Regions from separate parts of the Mus musculus genome. Here region 2 is linked to region 1. The links are chromatin contacts, called in public promoter capture Hi-C maps. All regions are on one chromosome and are shown on one strand. Each heading gives the region's core, a stretch centred on a gene start, on an enhancer-like site or on the middle of the called end of the contact. The rest is flanking DNA. Distances are from core to core; before and after follow the strand shown.

Region 1 (4,310 bases), core at 844-3,343:
TCTCTCTTTTGCTCCCAGGACCTCTTGGGAGAGTCTTTGTGGACGAGGAAGCCATGTGGGACTGCATTTTCCCCCAAGGTCACACGGTAGCTGGCAGTTCTCCCTTGCCCAGCTCTGAAGCCTCAGACCACCTGCTGCCTCCCCTCTCATTAAGCTCCTCCCCCTCCTGCTCTCCCTCCCCCTCCTCCCCCTCTTTCTCCTCCCCCTCCTCCTTCTCTTCCTCCCCTATCCTTCCCCTCCTCTCCTTCCTTCTCACCTTCCCCCTCCTCCCCCTCCTCTCCCTCCCCCATTCTTCCCCTTCTCTTCCCCCTCCTTCCTTTCTTTCCCCTCCTTCCCCTCTCCTCTCAATCCCATCTCCCTCCTCCCTCCCCTCCTTCTCCCCCTCCTCTCGTTCCTACCCTAATTCTTCCCCCTTCTCTTCCCCCGCTTCCCCCTCCTCTCCCTCCTCCCCCTTCTCTTCCCCCTCTTCCTCCTCCTCCCCCTTCTCTTCCCCCTCTTTCCCCTCTTCTCCCTCCTATCCCAATTCTTCCCCTCCTCTTCCCCCTCCTCCCCCTCTTCCCCTCCTCCCTCCTCTTCTCCCTCCTCCCCTTCCTCCTCCCTCTCCTCTTTCCTCTCTGATTCCTCCCTTCTTCTCCTTGTTGCATCCATTCCTCTCTTGCCACTCTCCTCTAGGCCTCCCTCCTGAAGACCCCCTGCCTCACCTGTGTGTCCCGTGAGTCTGCTTTCAGACAGTGTTCTCTGTCTCCCGCAGTGTCCTTGAGCTGCAATAACCCATCTAGGCAGAGTACCCTCAACCCTAAAGGAAGAGCACCGCCCACGCAAAGTGCAGGGCAGCGCAGGGGTGTGGGCACCACGCTGCTGAGGCTTACACTGTACTTTGGTTTAGTTCTAACAGAGACTTTTCCCTGTGCACCATCCTTCCTGCTGTTACATACATGCACACACTTTAAACATTTGCGTACATGTATGTATGTATGTATGTATGTATGTATGTATATGAGTGTGATGTGTGTGTTCACGTGTGTAAGTGTGCTGTGGCATAGGTGTGGAGATCAGTGGACAACCTCAGGTCTCAATCCTCACCCTCAACCTTATTTTAACAGGTCCTCTTATGTGCTGTGTGTACTCTAGCTAGCTGGCCATAGAACTTCCAGGGACCCTCCTGTCTCTGCCTCCCATCACTGGGCAAGATCCCTGGGCTGGCAAATCCTTGTTCTTGCGTTGGGTCCTGCCTGGGTTCTGGGCATCCATTCTGCCTTCTCATGCTTGCAAGAAAAAAAAAAATCTATGTGACCACTGAGCTCTCCAGCCCCATTCCACTGACAAACGGCAGCTGTAACTTGTCAGATGTCAATCATAGGGAGGCTCTGGGCGATGGAACCCAGGGTTTTATGAGTGTCACATGGTGCTCTGCCACCAGGCTAGCCCAGCCCAGTGTGTTTTCACACACAGGTGGTCCTCCATAGTCCTGTCAGTCTGAGAGGAGCATCTTTTCAGCCTCTAACCACTTCCCTGCTGCCGAGAGGTCCCGGCCCAACAGTGGTCTGGACCACACATAGCTGTGGCCTAAGAACTGAACCAGGAGGAGCTCATTTTGCGACCTGTGCCTCAGTTTCCTGATCTGACAGTGAAGCTCCCGTGTCTCCCTTAGGCAGCAGCTGCAGAGTAACCCCGCATGTGGGTTGCAGCGGCTGCTTAGCCAAGAAGGTGCCGCCAGCATCAGGCTGCAAAGTTCCCGTGAACCCAGGGCTGTGGTGCAACTGTCAGCTAGGCCCAAGCCCCCAGCCCCGGAGACCCCGGAGCCAGGCTGCATCTCGGGGAAATGAGGCCCGGTGGCCCCTGACCCCAGCCTGCAAGAGGCTAACCCCCTCCCTGGCCCCTCGGCTGTGAGGCTGCCCGCCCGGACCATTCATGGGTTTGTATTATAAGATGACTGCCGTCGCCATGGCAACATGAAAGGAGCCGATCTCATTACTGAGGCCCGGACACATTATTTTCTCCAAGGAATTTCTTCTTTTCATTATTTCCCTCCAAAGGTCAGCTGTCCTCTCAGGCGGGGCGGGGGCTGCGGGGGTGTCCACGAAAGGTGAGCCGATTCGGGGCCCAATTCCCCGGGTGGAATTTACAAGCGTTTTGCCTTCTCCTCCTGATCTAACACCAGCTTAGAGAATTTCTTCAAACCAGCCTTTCTCTTTAACCCCTGCGGCTCCGGCAGACAGCAGCCCAGCCATCCTTGCTAAGTTCCTGAGATTCCCTCCAGGGTCTGGGCTTTTCTCCAGCACGTGGCTCCCTGCTACCATCCGAGAAGTCCCTGATGCTGAGGTCTCTGCTGACTTGCCCCGAAGGATTGCCGACACACGGACATTTATGTCTTCCCCACAGGGAAAAACACCCCATTAGAAGGTAACACTAATGCGGGGGCGGGGGTGGTGGTGGCGGGGAGTCCATATCCTCGCTTGGAATGCAGAGTGTGCTGCAATTCAGAGACTGATAGACCTGCTAACATCCCTATCAGGCTGTGTGCCCTTGGGCAAGTAGCTCCCTGTTTCTGGGCACACTTTGCTCATCTGTGAAGCAACTCTATGTTGGTGTGTACCCAGGGAATGAGCAGAAATCATGAGCAGAGTCTGGCTGGCACCCAGGAACAGTAAATACCAAGGATTGATGATCGTATTTTGGTGTGTTTCTATCCATTTCTCTCTGTGTGTCAGCTGTCTGTAACTGTGAAACAAACAGCCCCGAGACTTGAGACTCGTTACCGGGAAGCAGCGATAACTCGGTATTAGCTCGTGCAGTTTCTGTGGGTGGAGGCCTCTGCATCCGTCTCTGGTGGGTCCTGAAGTGGCTGCAGCTACCCAGAAGAGGGAGGCAGAGGCTGGGATGGTTCTTCTGATATCTGGCCTCACAAGTCAACCGTATCTTGTGTCTATCTGCCTTACTCTGTGTCCAATAGGCAGAAATTTGGTTCCCCCATAGGATCTTCAGGGAGCTGCAGTGACACCAGAGGAGGGCTACTGGAAATGGCACCAGGACATCATATTCGGTAAGACAGGATCAGGGTGGACACCCATTCTACAGAGGGAAAACTGAGGCTCTGGACAAAAAACAGTGGCTTGCCCCACTGGCTTCCCACAGGCTCTAGATTCTTCCTTCTGTCTCAGTTTCTCATGGGGCCAGTCATTCAGCTCACCAGATTCTCTATCTGGGACACTGGAGGATTGTCTGCCCCTGTGTGGTGGGTACTCAGAGCTGGGGGAGCTCCCAGCCTCTCCATGGGAATTCTGGCACGTGCAGCGAAGATGATGATGTGTAGCTGTGATGTTGATGATGTGTGTTTGTTGACAGTTGGACGATTGTCTACCTCACAAGACAATAAATGGCTGCCAGAGGCAGAAACGTCAAAGTCAGTCATACAGATCTCTCTCTCTCTCTCAAAAAACAAAACAAAACAAAAACCAAAAAACTAACTCATGCTCTTGCATCTCCTACCTCCTGTGAATGATGCTTGGACTGAGTTTACAGGTTTCTGGCGGTGACTCAGCAGCCCATGAGGAACAGGGTCACCATGACTTAGCAGGGCTTAAAGGATGGGGTCAGCTCAGATTCTTTGGAACTGCCAAGGAAGGTGGTGGAGGAGAGAGATTGATTGATTGATTTTGAGTCTTGGAGGAAAGGCTGAGCTTATCCCCACCTCAAGGACCAAGAGCAAGCTTGGTCTGTGGGCATACATATGGACGGCTTGTTGGCAGCTTGCTCCTTGGCTCAGTTGGACTGCTGGTTCCTGACTAACAAAAAGAGACTGGGTTTTGGGCTCAGAGACTGCTGGGATAGCACATGAGAATGCAGATGTTCTGGAGGGCCTTAAAGGTTCCAGCTCATTAGGTTGGTGCCTAAGGATCAGCATTGTTTTAAAGATTTATTTATTTTTGTTTTATGTGTATGGGCATTTTGCCTGTGTTTGTCTATGCACTGCATGCATGCTTGGTGCTCCCCAAAGCCAATAGGGGACATCAGAGCCTCTGGGACTGGGGTTAGACGGTGGTAAGCTGCTATATAGGTACTGGAAATTAAGCCCTGGCCCTTTGGAAGAGCAGCCAATGCTTTTAGCAACTGTGACATCTCCAGCTACCTTCATCTTAACCATTTACCTTCTCGTCACAAACAGTGGAGTAAGGGCCACTCTGGGTAAAACACCCCGCATGGAAGAGCCCACCCTGTGGGTGCTGTTACCTCAGCCTCACTGGCTCCTAGCAACATTAAGGTTGAGAAGAAATTCATCTCTGGGAAGCCATCCCCAATTCCCTCTATCG
Region 2 (4,310 bases), core at 913-3,412, 1.4 Mb after region 1:
GTCACCGAGAGAAGGAAGCACAAAAAAGACTGGGGGTGACCAGATAATTAGTTAGAAATTAAAAAAAAAAATCAATAGTGAACGACCAAGGGGCAAGTTCAAATGCACCATCCCCTCTTCCAACAGCCAAGTCCTTACAAGGAACCAGGATCGTCTGTGGTTGAGTTGTTGGTTATTGCTTGGGGGCTGAAGCCACTGAGACAAACAGGCAACAGACTAGACTCCTGGAGCGGGGGACAGATGGTCTAATTCAAGAGTCTACCTGAAAAAACAGCTACAGAACAGCGGTCCTCAAAGGACCCCACCCTAACTTGATGCTCCCTTAGACGTTCCTCAACCTCAGGACTCACAGGCTCAGCCACACCACATCTCCTTTGAAACAAAGTATCACCAAAGACCTTGTCAAAGCAGAGGGGTATTGTACAGAGAAGTGAGGGCCTTGGGCGCTAGGGTGTGCAGCCAAGAGCAAGCAAGCATGCACAGAGCAGCCCAGCTAGGTTAAAAACACCAAGAAAAAAAATGATGATGAGCGGACAGACATTCCTAATTTTAGTCATCTTATATACTCCCTCTCCCATAAAGCTCCCTATGAGTTGTGATTTGTTGGTTTTATATATAGAAACCATACATAGTTAAGATTCCCTGCCCCTCACAGGGTGGGGGCAGAGGGAAGGGAAGAGAGAATGGAATGAAGCTTTTTCATGTCCCCCTTCCCAATGGGGAAAGTTTTCTACTGAAGCTTGCTTGGTTGTGACTTGGGGAGCCCTGGGTCTGGTCCCTCCCACTTACTGAAGATTTCAATCAAGTCCTGTTTTCAGTGAGTCTCAGACAGGCTGAACTCCAGGAAGGCAAGCACTGTCCAGTCCACCCAAGTGTCCCCTTGTGCCTGCTCCACTCCGCAAGGAGCAACACACCCCCCAAAAAAAACAGCGAAGGGCCAAGGCTTGCAAGGGAAGGCAAGCCAAAAATACCCAGCCAGCGCAGCTGTGTGTACAGTGTGACTCTTCCTAGCAAACACGGCACGGGGATTTGATGTTTCCTGGATCACGGGGCTCACAAACACGATCGGGAAAAAAAATAATAATCTGACCATTGTTCGGTATTGAAAGGTTCTCTGAGGGCTATGCATACTGCTAAGGAGACAGACGGTTTACCTGGCGTGTGTGAAGCCCTGGGTCCCATCTCCAGGACCTCAAAAAATTAGACGAGTAAATGTGTATATTTTCTCTCACATGAAGGTAGGTAACACTGCCGCCACATGGGCGTGTCACGCTTGACCATTTGAAAGGGGATGCAGCTTTGGTTTAGAGCCTTACAGAATTGCATGGTTCAGGGGTGGCTGTAAAGTCCGAGCCAATTTTTTCATCAACTCAAGGAAGCCACACCAGCTAAGCAACTGGCAGTGGGGTCAATTAAGAAGTGACACACAGCCCCACTCTGGAACACCGCCTAGAACTCCCCGGGACAAGTACAGCTCTAAGAGGCCATCACACCTCAGAAAAATCAATAATAAATCAGTCGTGATATTAAGAGCAACTTGGCAGCGAGCGGCCAGCCGGAGCCGGTGCAGCGGGAACCTCCAGTCTTGCAAGACCAGGCTAGGCTCAAGTGGCTCTCCTGTCATCCTTCCCAGAAAGGGCAGGCCGCCAGGGGTCCAAGTTGAGGAAAGTGGCTCAGGTAATGGCGCTGGTGACAGAACTGAGAACTCAAGGTCTACTTACTACTGCAAGGGGCCAGAGGACAGGGGCAGGGGGGCTGAGAGACAGACAGCCCTGCAACCAGCCTGGGACAGCGGGACGGAGGGGACTGGCGGGCGGACCAGAAAAGGAGGGAGAGGACCAGAGGGGACAAGAGGGGACTGGAGGGAACTGGCGGGGGAGGGGGGGGAGGGGGAAGGTGAGGGAGAGGACCAGGAGGGATCCGGAAGGGACCTGAGAGGGAGGGAAAGAACCGAAGGAGACTGGATAGGGCGGAGAGGGCCAGAGCAGTACCTGGGCTCCGGCAGGACGACCTTCTTGCTGGCGCGCGCGGCCGGCGCCGTCTTGCTCTTCTCCATGGCCATCAGGTAGCTGACGTCGGCCAGCACGGCCTCCAGGTCCGCCATGGCGGCTCCGCAGCTCCCGCCGCCCCGACGGGGCCACGGCGCGCCCGACGCGCGACCCCGACGCGGACCCCGACGCACCGCCCCTTCCGCGGCTCCGCGCCCCAGCCCGGCGCGCCCCCAACCGTCCGCGGCCACGCGCTCCTGACCCAGCCTCTCAGGCACCAGGGACTTCCTCTCCCTCCTCCTCTCCCTCTCCCTCCTCCTCTCTTCTCTCTCCTCTCCTCCTTTTCCTCTCTTTCTCACCCTTAGCTCTCTAAGCACAGTCCAGATGCCCAGTACTGAGTGGACACTCCAGGAGGTCTCCAATAGCACACTGTCCTGGAGAGGACGCTTCAAGAGGTATCCTGGAGTAGTCCCACCTGCTCTTTCGAATGATTGCCAAATAGAGGTCAGAGCTACAGCAGGGGGTGTCTCCAGCCATTAGCCCCACCCTAGACCTCCCTCTGAGAACCAAGCCAAGAGACACCAGCATAGAAGAGAAAGTTGCTTGGCTCCCGCCATGCAGGGTGAAGTGGGGTGAGAGTCCTGCCCTGGAGCAGCGCTGTCCCAGGGGACCCAGTTGATGGAAGCACTCTAGGTTCAAGGTCATAACTGGCTTGCATTCAGGTGAAAGGCCTCAGGGTGTGTGTCCAGTTGGGGGGCGGGGGGGTTAAGGTATCCTAGCTTCTGCAGGCTCTCTACCAACTCAAGAACCACAAGAGGAAGTGCCCCTATGAGAGTGCAGAGCCTCCTGGGTTTTCAGGGAAGTGGAAGGGCTGAGACTTGATTCTGGGCAGTAGGGAATTCCCAACCCTGCCTAGGTCACTATTTCATTTCTCTGCAGCTGGGCACAGGGGTCCACATTCAAAATCCATGTGGTACCTGTTAAGGGATCAGGAAATCTGCAGACATCATAAGCTTGCAGGGCCTTTATCCAAATTGCCATACATCACTGTGAACCCGGGATTGGCCAGGGTTAGAGTGAACTGTTGGGGGTTTACAGTCACGTTTTTTGATTAGTTCTCCTGCTTTTGTTTTCTGTCTATTCTGTTTCCCAAAGGACTAGTTTTACCAGAAGTTTCTCAATCCCCAAGGCACAGTATTTAGAGGGACTAGAAAAGGTATAGGTGGGAAGGGGTGGGAACATCCTGAAGGAGTTGGGTCTGCCACAGACAGCCCACATCACCGCTATAGTGCCCACTGTATAATGGGGCAGAGACAGGGAGAGCCAAGCCTTCAGTTGAATTTGCCAGTTCCATTCACTTTTTCACCCAAATATGGGAGCATAGATGCCTTGTCTACCCAGTGAGGAGAGAGGGGTAAGTTCCCCCCAAAACACATTGCTCCTTCATGTCTGAATATTGTTTCTTCCAAAATGTTGTTGTTGTTTTTTTTAATCATCTGGGATCCTCAGATGATCAGATAACAAATAACCCTCCCACCTTCCCCATTTTTGATTGATTGATTGATTGATTGATTGATTGATTTTGGTCCTTTTTGACCTAGTAAGATTTTTTTTGTCTTGTCATGTTCCTTTTCCAAGTTGTGGTAGGTAGTAAGTTATGAAGACAGCCACATTCAAACCTTTAGTCTATGCTAAAAGGCTGAGAGAAATCAGGGGCAAGGTCCCAGCTTTCTGTGGCTCTGTCCTCATGAGTAATGAGACCAGTTCTTTTGAGTAAACAGAGGGGGAGGGCAGCATCTAGAGCTGTACCTTGGGATGGGAAGTGCAGGCCACATAATAATGAGGAACTGAGTTCAACTGTCAGAGCCCACATAGAGTGCATGGGGACACATGCTTGGAACCCCAACACCAGGAAGACAAGATGGGGGGAGCCCCGGGGCTCAGCAGCAGGCCAGCCTAGCTGAACTCATGATTTCTAGATCATTAAGAGAGCAAGTGTCAGAAAACAAGATGAGAGGCAGACAAAGTAGCCTACCAAGTAAGGGTTCTTGCCATAAGTGTGGAGTTTCGTCCCCAAGATCCCCTTGGAGGCAGAAGAGAGCGAACATGTGGAAGGTGTGCCTGACCTATGCATGCGTGTACTCGCACAGTAAATAAATGTAATTTTTTTAGAAGTTCCAAATGGGAAATAACACCCAAGTTTGTCATGTGGCCTGCTCAGGTGCACACACACACACACACACACACATACACACAAACATGCACACACAATGCACACACAGGCACCTACACAATACACACATATGCACACACAATGCACAC

Evidence for each region. Promoter capture Hi-C pulls out the DNA fragments that hold promoters and counts their contacts.
Region 2: a contact with region 1 is called in a promoter capture Hi-C map of stem cell-derived epiblast-like cells, with 2.7 times the contacts expected there. The contact joins the promoter of Grk3 here to the promoter of C130026L21Rik in region 1.

Annotation. Positions count from the first base shown.
Region 1 is chr5:111,579,468-111,583,777 of GRCm38.p6, forward strand. It overlaps C130026L21Rik (RIKEN cDNA C130026L21 gene), which reads left to right and starts at 2,094. Exons shown (of 4, transcript NR_015546.2): 1 at 2,094-2,403; 2 at 2,712-2,829; 3 at 2,954-3,043.
Region 2 is chr5:113,013,376-113,017,685 of GRCm38.p6, forward strand. Grk3 (G protein-coupled receptor kinase 3) reads right to left here and starts at 2,163. Exons shown (of 21, transcript NM_177078.4): 1 at 1,992-2,163. The coding sequence starts at 2,104.